2 separate regions of the Bicyclus anynana genome follow, and region 1 is linked to region 2. The links are chromatin contacts, called in public Hi-C maps. All regions are on one chromosome and are shown on one strand. The core of a region is the stretch at or near the end of the contact, and the rest is flanking DNA. Distances in the headings are between cores, read along the strand shown. Region 1 overlaps LOC112046452 (metastasis-associated protein MTA3). Region 2 overlaps LOC112046452 (metastasis-associated protein MTA3).

Region 1 (7,087 bases), core at 4,521-7,020, 57 kb before region 2:
TTTCTTCAAAATTGATATGACCAATGTGCACTTTCCGTTTCTACTATTATATATTAAAAAATATTGTCTTATTTTCTTAAACTAACGTAAAGGTAACACGGTGTTCGAAACAGATTGTTATATTACAATGCGAAACAATATCATGCACGTCCGATGTGAGGTAAATCCAATCATTCCCATTCCCAGCCTCTTATGATGACGTGGCGCGCGCTAAATTTACTACACACTTACTTATTGACACGTTCCAAAAATATACCGAAGTCTTGGCAAAACTGAACGGGCGTTAACACCGCTATCAGCCGCATAATGCCTGCCGACATGCTCGTGTTAGTACGTGGATGCGTATAGTGGCAACCAGTGTGTGCGGAATAGGCCGTCTAGCGTCGCGTATATGGTGACGTGTATTGTAGTTTGAGAGCCCATGTCCTAAATGTGGATTTACTTGAGCATTGGAATCTTATTTTGAATTAGACTAGATAGATTAGATGATAGGAAGAATAAATAAATGGTTTTGTTATTTTAAGACTTTTAGCCGTCTAGCTGCTAGCGTCGCGTATATGGTGACGTTCATTGTAGTTGGGGAGCCCATGTCCTAAATGTGGATTTTGGAATATTATCTTGAATTTCATTGGAATATTATCTTGAATTAGACATGGTATATTAGAGAATGAGAAGAATAAACAAATTCACTTTATTTTTAGACTTGCGGAAATTAGCACATTTTAGCCGTCTAGCTGCTAGCGTTGCGTATATGGTGACGTGTATTGTAGGTGGAGAGCCCTTGTCCTAAATGTGGATTTACTTGAGCATTGTTATTTTTAATTTGGATTTGACTTGATAGATTAGATGATAAGAAGAATAAATAAATCGTTTTTATACTCTTCTAAAATCTAGATATTTTTAAAAACTTGCGGAAATCTGCAGATTTTATATTTAGTTATTCCTTTACAAAAAAAATGACCGCGCTCGTGATTCGATAACAGATAGCAGACGGTTTTATTTTGCAACTTTGTAACTCTCCCAACCCCCCTCCTACCTGACTGATTGAGTATTACTTGTTTTTTTGTGTTGACTTAAACGTACTCACTAATCAATATAAAGGGAGTGGAGATGTACTCCACACCATACCATGCAGTGCGATGCGATTCTCCCTTCATCTGTCGCGCTTAAGTATATCCAAAAATCCTCTCTTCGGCTCCGCTGTGTCCCCTGTGTAGGTATATACGTCGAAATATTGTATGAGTATGCTTAACATTACTAGCCTATTTGTATAACTACAGTGCCAGGCCTTCTTAGAAGTAGGGATTTAATGTTTAGAGGCACCACGCTTCTCCAATTCGTGTGTGTTCGCTTTGGTATGATCGCTATTAGGTGACATTGCCCGGAATCAACTTAGACGGCTTAACGTACTATCCGAGGCACGGCATTGTAACACCACCAACATTCCTTGTCCTAACTACGGGTTACTAATGTATATTATTAAGAAATATTAGAATGTTGACTCGAACCCAGGAATCCAAGCTACAACACTTCCGGGACCATTTGATTCAAAGTAAATCTCGGAATGGAACACGCTTTACCGTCCGTTCCAGTCAGTATCAGTAACCTCGTTTTTGACGACCTCCGTGGCGCAGTGGTATGCGCGGTGGATTTACAAGATGGTCCTGGGTTCGATATCCGGCTAGACTTGACTAGACTTGAAATTGAGGTTTTCTTAATTGGTTTAGGTCTGGCTTAGTCCGCTTCCATCTTAGATTGCATTATCACTTACAATCAGTGATCATGGCCTAAACTTGTAAAGAAAAAAAAAAATCGGACAGTGATCGTTAAATAGTCGAAACATTAACCCTAACCCGGCCTGCCTGCATTGGAGCAACGAGGTGGGTCTAAACTCCATAATATCTCTCTTCTATGAAAAGGGAGACCAAGCCTGGGCAGTAAGACTACTTTTTTTCTCTACCACTAGAAAGCCACGTTATCTGTGAGTGTTCATATACTATATTTTATCCCCGTATTCTCACGGGACGGGTGAAACTGCGGTGCGTCGGCTAGCTACGAATAAATTAGTAGTCTGGGGTCAGAGTTTTCCACGTGGACGAAGTCTCCGACATTCGTTAGTTGGACATGAAAATGTAAACGTAACCCAGTTATAAGTTAATAACCCATCTCGCGTATTTAAATAAGAAGCGATCCACAACAAAAGTCCATGGTACGCGACCACGAGCGGGAGTCATTGTGCGCCGGCCGCGTGTCCCATTGTACGGGTAACGGTGATCGCCGCCATTTTATTTGTTAATTCATGTGATGTCGTTACTTCCTGAGCGGAGACATCCGTGGTGATGATTTTGTTCTGACTTGATATCTATATCTTCTATATATATAAAAATGAATTGCTGTTCGTTAGTCTCGCTAAAACTCGAGAACGGCTTAACGGATTTATCTTATCTTGGTCTTGAAATGTTCGTGGAGGTATAGTGAAGATTTAAAAGGTGAGAAAAAATCAAATAATTTCCGGGAAAACCCTAAAAACTGCCCTTTTCTATTTCCCATACAAACGTTTAAGAGTCAAGCGGTAGGGGTAGGGTAGGGGTACGGGTAGGGTAGCGGTAGGGTAGGGGTAGAGGTATAGAAGGGTAGAGTAGGGATAGAGAATAAGTGCACTTATGTCAAAACGAAGCTTGACCGGGTCCGCTAGTATGTATATAAAAGAAAGTCGTGTTAGTTACTCCACTTATAACTCAAGAACGGCTGAACCGATTTAGCTGAAAATTGGCAGGGAGGTAGTTTAGAGCCAGGAGAAGGACATAGGATACTTTTTACTAATTACTTTTATTCTTTTTTTTACGGGTAGGGTAGGGTAGAGGTAGTTGAAAGTTTACATCCAGTTTCACGCGGACGAAGTCTCGGGCGTCCGCTAGTTTGAAATGTTTACAATTTTTATTTCGTTTGTTCATTCGTTATCAACTCATATTCGGCTCACTGTTGTGCTAAAGTCTCTCTCAGTTTGAGAGGGGTTAGGTCAAGTCTCAGACCAATTATAGAAGGACCAGTATTGCACCCATATTCACGAACAAAATTGTCTGTCATTTTCCGAACAAAACGAGCTTGGATTTGGTGCATATCTTATACTAAACTAGAAGTTCTTGTCCGTTTTTTACACCATTCAACTACATAAAAATGTTTTTTTACGCAGCTCTTTAACCGACGAATTCAATTACAACTATGAAACATCGATTCTCTGTAGACAGTTTTTATAATAGCGTTAGATCGTTGTATCATATACTTTAGCAGAAAAGTAACGTCTAGCGAGGCAGGTCCTATACAATAATTGGTCTGAGGGTCAAGTACACCACGCCGGCCTAATGCGGATTGGCAGACTTTACACAAGCAGAGAATTAAGAAAATTCTCTGGTATGCAGGTTTCCCCACGATGTTATCCTTCACCGTTTGAGACACGTGTTGTTTAATTTCTTAAAATGCACATAACTGAAAAGTTGGAGGTGATTGCCCCGGACCCGATTCGAAACCACACCCTCCGGAATCGGAGGTCATATCCACTGGGCTATCACGACTCTTTTGTACAAGAAATAAATGGTCTATGAAGATTATTAAACAGTACTTTAGAAAAACGAACATTTTCTTTGGAAAAATGCAACCATTCCATCAGTATTTTCTTATTATGACGTTGTCACGTTCAACTATGGTCAGTAAACGAAATTACATACAATCAATTTTTTTTCAAGTATTCGGTACTTCTTTTATGTTGTTTTTTTAATTCCTACTCACTCGCAGTTAGTTAGTCTAGCTATTCACAATAATTAGCTTGATAGTACGTAATCAATTGTTTAATTGTAAATTTTAAAAATTTCTCCCTGAAAATTGTCCGACAAGGTTATGCTTCACTCGATTTAAAATACTTTTTTTATCTATTCTGCAAAAACCGGGTCTATTATTTTTGTATAAACACAAAATATTATAAAATCAACTTTAAAACAAAAAATATTATAGTCCGGTCAATTTAGACATTCGAAGTTACCTAAATTCCCACCAAGCTGAATATCGGTAAGATTGTTTAAAATATCATTAAAAATAAAATTTGAAAGTTCCCCAACTTTCCCATGTAAGGAAAAAAAATTATTCAAGGTCAAAGGTCAAAAAATTAGTTTTTCGCGATTTTCAGCAAAATGACAAGTTTTATCAAAAATACCTCAAACAAAAATTCTAGATCATAAAATTATCTACAAAGAATTATTAATTTTTTTTTCTACGAGCAACCGTTTTTGAGATATAACGATTCAAAAGTTGTAATCGTCATAATATTACCTTTATTACATGTAAGCAGTATCTGTGATGAGCAGGATTTAGTAACAGTTTTGTAAACTATTTATATAAATGTTATAAAATATGTGACTGAAAAGATAGAACAGGCGATGCCATTTGTTGAGGATGCTGTTATTTATTGCGGTGATAACGTTGCGTAGACATGAATGTCCAATATACACTCGGAGATTGGAACTGAAAGTTATTTACGAGCCGCGAGTATCTCGATGACGATAACTTCAACTAAGATCACTACGGTATTGTCGCTCTACAGCTCGTGCGTATCAACTTGACTCGAATGGTGTTTTTATGGTTGTGTTTTTTAGCCATGTGTCAAGTTGATGCGCATGAGTTTGATGCTAAATATTGATACACCGTTTTATATTAAGACCAACGGACTCGCGCGTGAAATTCAGTTTTTCATCAATGAAACACTAATCATTTATTTTTCGGGATTCAAAATTAGCCTGTTTTCTTGTCAAAAAAAAATTTAAACATATAAAAATATTTATAAGTCATCATCATCACCATAAACAGTCGATGGACGTCCACTGCTGGCCGAGACCTCTTGCATAGACTTCTAAACACCACGGTCTCGAACCGCCAGCATCCAGCGGCTCAAACCAAGTGGGGGTCGACCAACACTACGCTTTCCGGTGCGGAGACGCCATTTCGATATCTTGGGACCCCAACGTCCATCGACTCTTCGGACTATATGCCCTGCCCATTACCACTTCAACTTAGCGAATCGCTGAGATCTGTCAGTGACTTTGGTTCTACGGATCTATCTATAAGTACATAACAATAATACGCATATTAAAATTATATAACACGAAAATGTTCTAATAATACGAGAAAACATTACAATCTTAATCTAAACCTAAAAAGTAAATCAGGTTACAATTTTCCTTCCTGCTTGTGTATTTTGTGTCGCTTAAAACAGGATTGTTTTCCTCCTTTTAAGGCAGATGTTGTCAACTGTTGGTCGTAATTTAACATTACTTATTTTTTAGTTTTTTTTCTTATCTTGAGTCTATAGCGTCTCACAGTCGAAGTGTTGGTTTATTTAACAATACCTATCTAAAAACACTTGGGTAATTAAGACGAATCTAACGATAGCTTAATTACGTAAATCCGTTCAACGGTTTGGAAGATATGAGGTAATAAAGAATATTACATACATACAAGATACGCGCGAAAAACATAACCCTTCTTGCAGTCGGGTAAAAAGTCCCTAACGCCAGCTACACCATTGAACCGTCAATTCTGCAGCGCAGTGGGCAGTGAATAAGATTTCGATTTGATTTGAACCACATTCAGCACGCTGCAAATAGTATACTTGAACGTGTGTAGCTGGCGTAATACGTTCGCACCACACCGCCGTATCTTGCGTCGTAACTGATCCTCACTTCAAGATCTCGTTCCCATGCGTTTCGCTTTCGTTCCGTCGCTCGTCGTCGCGTAGCGGAACCGGTTGGCGCTCAGCCTAATAAAGCCGAGTAGTTGTAGTGCCTACTCGATATTGATAGGCTTTTAAGAGGTTTACTCTAAACTCATCGTGCTGATCGTGTCAAATACTTACTGTTTGGATAGGAGTCTGAGATATGTTTACTATAATCTTTGCTTTACTATGACGGAACAGTAAATTATGCATTTTAGAGTAAGTCTGCTAGTAACGGTTTGTTTGGCTACTTTATTATTATTTTTAGTGTATGGTTTCGTCTCTTATAGGTGAATTTAGTGCCTATACGTTATTGATTCAGAGGTTTATTCGTAAAGTCATAGTATTGATCTTGTCAAATACTTAAGTACTATTTGGATAGATATCCGAGATAATTTTACTGTAATCTCTATTAGACTTGGATGAAACCGTAAACGATCACCTATGTATTTTGGAGTAGGTAATGGTTTGTCTACTTATTTTGGTGTTTAGTCTTACTATAGATTTTGATCTCGTGTTTCGTGTATGATTCTCTAGTACTCTTTCTAGATATTAATTGATTTTATATAGTTTACTCTCCAAGTCATCTGGTCGTGTCAAAGGTTGTCAAAAAGGCCAGCGTCCATGCATTATAAATCTATACTGGACTTTTTTAACACTCATATATTAGCTTCACTTGTAACTATGTATGTAAGAAAAACAAATCTTGGAATCTTAATTTGACCCACTTTCCGGTCTTCGATTAGGATGAAATTTTGCACACGCTCTGAGTTCTGATGACAATACATGACTAGCTAAGAAACGTCATTACAAATCCAATATGGCGGCCTCCCCGAGATGGCGGACTGGTTGTTTGAAATCCACCCCCATGATATGGATATCAAATGAAAGAGTTTGCTGTCAGGAATACGAAAATTAGTGCGTGCTAAAGGCGTGTTTTTTTAGTTTTTTAAACTATTATATTATTTTACTGTCTTTCTTGTCCGTAACCTATTGTGTTATCACAATAATTATTACATATTTTTAAATTACACTTAATTAATAATAAATGTAATTAATATAAAACTGTTTGTTTGTCAACAGACTGCGTCTATTTCGAGACGTCGTCGACGTCTCCGTACCAAATCCGGCGGATAGAGGAACTAAACAAGACGCCGTCCGGCAACGTGGAAGCGAAAGTCATGTGCTTCTACAGGCGGCGGGACCTGCCCAACCCTCTCATACAATTAGCAGATAAGCATCAAAGTGAGTTATTGATTTGCTGGACGAGAGCCTGCGATAGCGAGACCTCCCTCATACCTCATATAGTCATCATATGGTACCTCT
Region 2 (6,514 bases), core at 3,857-6,356:
GTTCTAACGAATTCTTGGATACAAGTGTTAGAAACTCTCTATATACAGGATGTCCCGCAATTAATGGATAAAACGCACAAAACAAATAAAACATTATAAAAATAGTATTGAATTATACGTTGATAATTGAATCTGTAATGGCAAAAATCATATCTAAAATCTTAATTCAAGCAGCTACAGCATTGAAAAAACTGATTCAAGATAAAAGTGTTTTGTCGGACCTGGGTGACATTGTCGCATGGGTTCGTCGACTTTTCGCGGATGAAAGCAAAATAAATAAATCATTACATAATATTACCTTCGTCACCCTAGGGAATTTCTCAAAACCATTCGAATTAGTTTTATATAATTAGGTGGCGTATCTACCATTTGCTATTGATCCATTAATTATGGGACATCTCTATATAGAGAGCTTCTAACATCTTGTATCCAAAGATTACTTAGAACAACGAATTCTGAATGTATAGCAATCTTTAGGACTACCACAGAGTCAGCTAGCGTTTTCCATGTTCTGTAAGGACTATTATGTAAACTTGTTCTAACAATGTTATGGTAAATAATTTTAAACTTCAAAAATTGACAATGTACAATTATTCTTTAATAGTAGGTAGTTAAGCCGTGGCCCACGAATCTACCGACGAACAGTTTCAAAGCTTTATTATAGACTTATCCGTATTCCTGGACCGCAGAACTACTCGTATAACCCCGCGTAAGACTTCTGTTCTCAATAAGTGTACGTCCTGAGTTACAGCATAGCGTATGCGGAATCCTTGGCGGACGAAACAAATACTCGACAGCTTTTTACAATAATTAAACTATCGTGAGTATTATTCGTAATAAATTAATAATTACTCGACAAGTTTGAAATTGTCGTAAGTGCGAGTAGGTGCGTTGACGTTTCTTACAATAGAAAGAAAGAAAGAAAGAAAGAAAATGTATTTATTACTACATTATGCCACACATCACAATTATTTAAGAATAATACCTTGCGATATGTGGCATAACCTAGAAAAGGGTCCTAGCTCTATATACGAAAAACATACAGCGCTGATTTTCAGCTAGGACCCAGTTCCAAGTGCCACCACGAAAACATTCAACATAAACCTATATTCATAGCCAAACCAAATTAAAACTTATAACTAGTTTTTAAAATTATAAAAAAGAACGAAAAGAAAAATTATATAACATTAAAGTACCTACAGTATTTAAACCAACAATCAAATTAATTCCCAAGTTTAAATGTACCCACTATACTATTATTTTTATATTATTATTATATTTACCTACTATACTACATAATATTCCACATACATCCTCAGAATATAGAAAACTCCAGAAGGTATGATCGCACATAGGAATGCAACCGTCGAAATTACTCTTTTTTGGTGTACTCGTAATTTCACGAACAAGCGATTAGTCACTGTGTATGCCGTGCTGTGTGATGTGCAAGTTTTGGACACACTGCGTGCTTTTATAATGACGGCTGAACGTGGTTTCTGGTGTTTTCTGTATTCTGAGAGGCGATCCGCTGCCACTCAGGACTTGCACTATAAGCCCTCAATGACAGCGCATAGTCTATTCGGAATTCGCGTCCCACGAAGTGACTATGCTAAAGAAACGTCCACGCGGCCGCTCTTAACTCGATCCAATCGCTATAATATAGTGCAATTCTGTCTAATTCGAAAAAGTTTTTTCTTTGACCCAGAAAAGATCAAAAATACTTGGAACGTTGCGACTCGCGACTCTTGTGGCCATCAGGACTTTTAGCCATGTGGCACGTAGATTCTCTTTCTACAAACGCTAACGCTTCGAATATTTAAAAATGTATGGGAATGTATATATTTGCTATCAACAGTTCACAACCGATCCGATCGACAACTTGTCCACCACCGCGCTGGCCTAATGCGGATTGGATTGAATTCTCTGCGTGCAGATAATTAATAAAATTCTCTGGTATGCAGGTTTCCTCACGATTTTTTTCCTTGTCCGTTTGAGTCACGTGATATTTAATTTCTTAAAATGCACACAACTTAAAAGTTCGAGGCGCAGGTAACAAAAAATCTAGTTTCAAATAGATCGAACTACTATCGTAAAATTGCAGTACACTCGCTTCGTTATATTTGAGTGTACAGTACATACAGTAAGTACAAAATTAATGAACACATCATCGGCTACGGTAACAAAAAAGTCCGCAGTGCTGAGATATTTTTTGTACAATAAAAAAAAAATTAAAACACAAAAGCATAAATATGTATGCCAGCCTAAATGGCCTGCACTGGCATTCATGCTTTTGTTTAAACTGCTCATTTGGTATTACAATGCCACAAGTACCTACAAAACCTACCACGAGTATGCACCGCAGTTAGGGCTGCCAATGCCGAATATCTTGGTTTTTTTTATTATACAAATTGGTATTATTGGGTAAATATGGTGGTGGTCATTAATCACACAGACATACCTGACGTTTCAAGAGTGCTTGTAAGCGAATCCTGCTTTTCTTTATTTTCATTTTAAGTGGTCGCAGTCTAGCGTTGAGTTTGAATGTGTCCGTTTGAAATATATTTCAGTATTGAAAAGCTCATTATTGAGGAAGGCTAAAGTTATAGCCTATATTTATACTAATTTTAAAGTTTCTGAGGTTGTAGGGGATTTATAAAGTTCTTCTACCAAGAGAAAGCCACGTTATTTGTGAGTGTCATAGACTATTTATTATCCCCGCATCCCCACAGAAATGGGGACTACGCGGGTAAAACCGCGAGGGTTCTGTTAGTGCGCTATAATTATACGCGATTGAAATTACCGGGCCAGCGGCCGTGATCCCTCCAGACAACCGAAACTGAAAAATGCACTCTGCAATGACTTATGTGTTTTTCCCGTCTTTTATACTGTCTATAATAGTAACTTGCTTATTTACTTGTTAATTTTTGTAAGTCATCAAAATAGATCCCGATTTTACCGCCAAATTCATTTTTATAAAAAATTCATTTACAAAAAATATTTTTTTGTTGGTTAGATAAGCAAGTATCTAAGAGTAGGTACATTTTTATTTTCCGATAAATTATGGCAACCCTAACTCATAGTTGGTCACTGTAAACTTGTAAAGGTTAAAGTCAAAGTCTTCATTATGTTATATTATGAAAAATTTAACTACTATCCCAAAAATAGTAATGAGACTTATGTATCGTAGCCATTAACCGGAAATAGTGAAAAGAACACCAGCAAAGCCAAGGAATCCAGTGGTACCTATACCTTAATCCATTGGCAAAATGTCGGCGAATAAATCAGCTGGCTGATTTGAGTATATAATTGTAAATTTAAGTACTCATATAAGTTGACAAAGCCCAGGATCCGGTTGATTCTGGTAGCCAACTGGGTTACCGGGTAATGAAAATTTCTGAGCGTCGGAACGAGATAATGCACCACGCAATTTGTAGGACTGGAAAATTAACTTGATAGTAATCAATTGTAAAAATGTTCCACGGATCCCGGTCTATACACGATACCCGTATAATCATAACCGTCTAGCGACTTACTCGTACTTCTTTGCAACTAACTAGCGGGCGCCTACGACTTCGTCCATGTAGCCAAACTTAGTTATCATAAAAGACTATCCGTAGTGACCTCTTGAGTCTTGAGACTATCTATTGTTGAAAACCGAATTAATATCCTTTTCTTGGTTTATATGATCTAAGTATACTTACATTCAGAGAGACGGCAGGAGGTGATTTTCGTTTCGTTATTACTAGGAATACTACGAATAAGTACAAGTTTATGAGGACTGGAGAACAATCCGGTGTATCGTTCTTAGGGTTCCGTAGTCAACATCCCCCTTATTGTGTCGCCATGTCCGTCTGTCTGTCTGTCTAGCTCAGCGACTATCACTACTAGGAAGTTTTAATTAAGTATCATTATGTAGTGCTTATTAAACCTACGGAACACTACAATGTGCGTTGCCTGACACGCACTTGGCCGGTTTTATAGTTATGTCCGGTGCGCTTTCAAGGTTTATGAGCTTCAATAATGTTTCAGTAACAGTAAATATAAATTATTGTAGTCGTATACATTTTTTATTGAGACATTTTATAAATCGATCGTCCGTCGTTAACTTATTTTTAATGGCCTACGAGCTAGGCCAGGCTCGGGGACGGATTTGGAGCTTAGACCCACCACGCTGACCCAATGTGTTATAATGTTTGATTTAGAATGGTTACTTATTTTCAAATATTATGATTTTTTTTGATGGCCCGCGTGTCGCAATGTTATGCACGGTGCATTTACAAGATAGAGGTCCTGGGTTCGATCTCTTTTCTTAATTGGTCCAGGTCTGGCTGGCGGGAGGCCTCGGCCATGACTAGTTACCTTACCGGCAAAGACGTTCCGCCAAGCGTTTAGGGTTTCGGTACGATGTCGTGTAAAAACCGAAAGGGGTGTGGATTTCATCCACTTACAATTAGGTGAGATTATAGTCAAGAGCTAACTTGTAAATAATAAAAAAAATCATTTTATATAAATAAGGTTGGTGAACCTAGGGTGCATGTGATCCTTTGGTTGCTTGTCAAGCTGACAATAATTTTTCGCTGTCGCATTCCAGTTTATAAATTCGTAAACGCTGCAATTTATTATAATTTTATGCGGCTTCCTTGCTCACTCGTTTTTAAGTAAAATTATCTTTTCCATGATCACGTTTACGACCATGAATCGGAAGAAACTCCTATGTGTGTTTATAGTTTGTTGAAACGAATAAATGTAGACATTTGAATAACAATTACCCATACTGGCTGCTCATTATCGGGCTCAGCTTACGTGTTGGACATCTCGTTTGAATTACAGATTCCGGCCGACACGAGTGATAGTTGTATCTTTTATTTAAATGGCGGGTGTCGTTGACCCCCGTGGAAATAGCAGGAGCGTCGCGGCTTAACACTAGGTAGTTGGGTACCCTCGGCGGTCGCGCGCATGCCTGTTTCTAAGGTCGCGCCCGCCGCTGCCTTCCGATGGAAATGATTTCAATTAAAATGCCGTTTGCGGCTCACGTCGCGGCCGCACGCTGCGGCTTGCGGCTTGCGGCTCGGAGACTACGGCCGCGTCTTACCATCGGCCGCTGTTGTCACTGCGGTGTTTCGCGAGCGGGCAGATTTATTTGGACGTACCCCCTTCGGGAGGTGGGGGGGCGGGCGCGCCACCCACCGCGCCACCTCCACACATTTGACTGGATCAATAAGTAAGCAAAGGATGCCCGAGCAGAAAAACCATACACCCGACCACCCCAAGGGGGCACACGTAACCAACCCCCCCACTAGCGGGGGGAGGGGCTCCACAGATTGCCATTTTCTCTTTGCCTACGCTTTAATTAGTTGCGTAGTGACGCGTGTGGATCCATAATCCGAATTTATTAAATTGCCGAAAGAGTCGTGTTGTAAGGTTTTCGCCGAACATGAAAATTCTTCCAACCATATTATAATAATGATATATACAATAATACATACTGGAATATTACATACATAGACTAAATAAGTTCTATAATTATATCTTATTATGATACATTATTTTTTGTTTGTTTCGATCACCTTGATAAAAAATAATAATTGCCAAATCTTATACACATAAGCAATATTCTTGTTGCCCTCCGATTAATCGGAAGGACATGAAGAAATCGGTACGATAATTGTCCCACGGACGAAGATCGAACCGATGACCTCTCAGTTGAATCTAGCCTCTCTACCATGGAGCTATTGAAGCCTATAAACGATGTTATTATGTGACGAAGAATCGTTATTTACCTGTAAAAGACAGTGGCATTCACAAGGTTTTTAACTAGCGTGAGCATTATACGTAATTTTTTTTTTATTTTCTACAAGTAAGCCCTTGAACACAATCTCACCTGATGGTAAGTGATGATGTCCAACGATGACGATGAAATCCACATTCCTTTCGGTTTCACCGTACCGAAACGCTAAATCGTTTGGCGGTACGTCTTTGCCGGTAGGATGATAACTAGCTATAGCCAAAGTTTCCCAGCCAGACCTGGACCAATTAAGAAATCCTCAATTGGCCCAGCCGGGAATCGAACCCATTACCTCGGTCTTGTAAGTCCACCGCGCAAACCACTGCGCCACGGAAGCCGTCAAAAACTTGTACAAAACGAAAATTCCTTCTCCAAAATAAGTTCATAATGAATCCCCAGGATAGGCAGTGCATTATTGCATCTATGAAGTGCACGCCACTAGTACAAAGTGCCGGTACAAACGTACAAACATTATAAACCAAACCACGATATATGATTATATGGCGATCGGAATAAAGCTGTTCTAGTGAATCCTAATCTTGAGTCCATAGCGCTGACAATGCCACCATAGAATAGATTAGATAAGAAGTGATACAGCGCACCCCACCTGAAACAGACGAGCGAGCTTCCTGTGCTCTATGTACATTACAATATTGTTACACTAGCGGACGCCCGCGACTTCGTCCGCGTGGAATTTAGTTTTTCACAAATCCCTCGGGATCCATGGAC

The links. Hi-C and Micro-C count contacts between places; a contact is called where the count stands out from the background.
Region 1: a Hi-C map of whole body shows a contact between it and region 2, with 2.2 times the contacts expected there. The contact joins two enhancer-like sites. A contact is called at or near these places in 2 of 2 Hi-C or Micro-C datasets (whole body and whole larva).

Annotation. Positions count from the first base shown.
Region 1 is chr21:11,241,709-11,248,795 of ilBicAnyn1.1, reverse strand. LOC112046452 (metastasis-associated protein MTA3) reads left to right here. Exons shown (of 17, transcript XM_052888111.1): 2 at 6,845-7,006. Among protein-coding and RNA genes, the nearest start is that of LOC112046452, 19 kb to the left of the region's middle. Within about 2 kb of position 5,770, at least 7 of the 8 cell types and tissues checked have open chromatin away from gene starts, as enhancers often do.
Region 2 is chr21:11,184,328-11,190,841 of ilBicAnyn1.1, reverse strand. The region is part of intron 3 of LOC112046452 (metastasis-associated protein MTA3); the gene reads left to right. Among protein-coding and RNA genes, the nearest start is that of LOC112046439, 46 kb to the right of the region's middle. Within about 2 kb of position 5,106, at least 7 of the 8 cell types and tissues checked have open chromatin away from gene starts, as enhancers often do.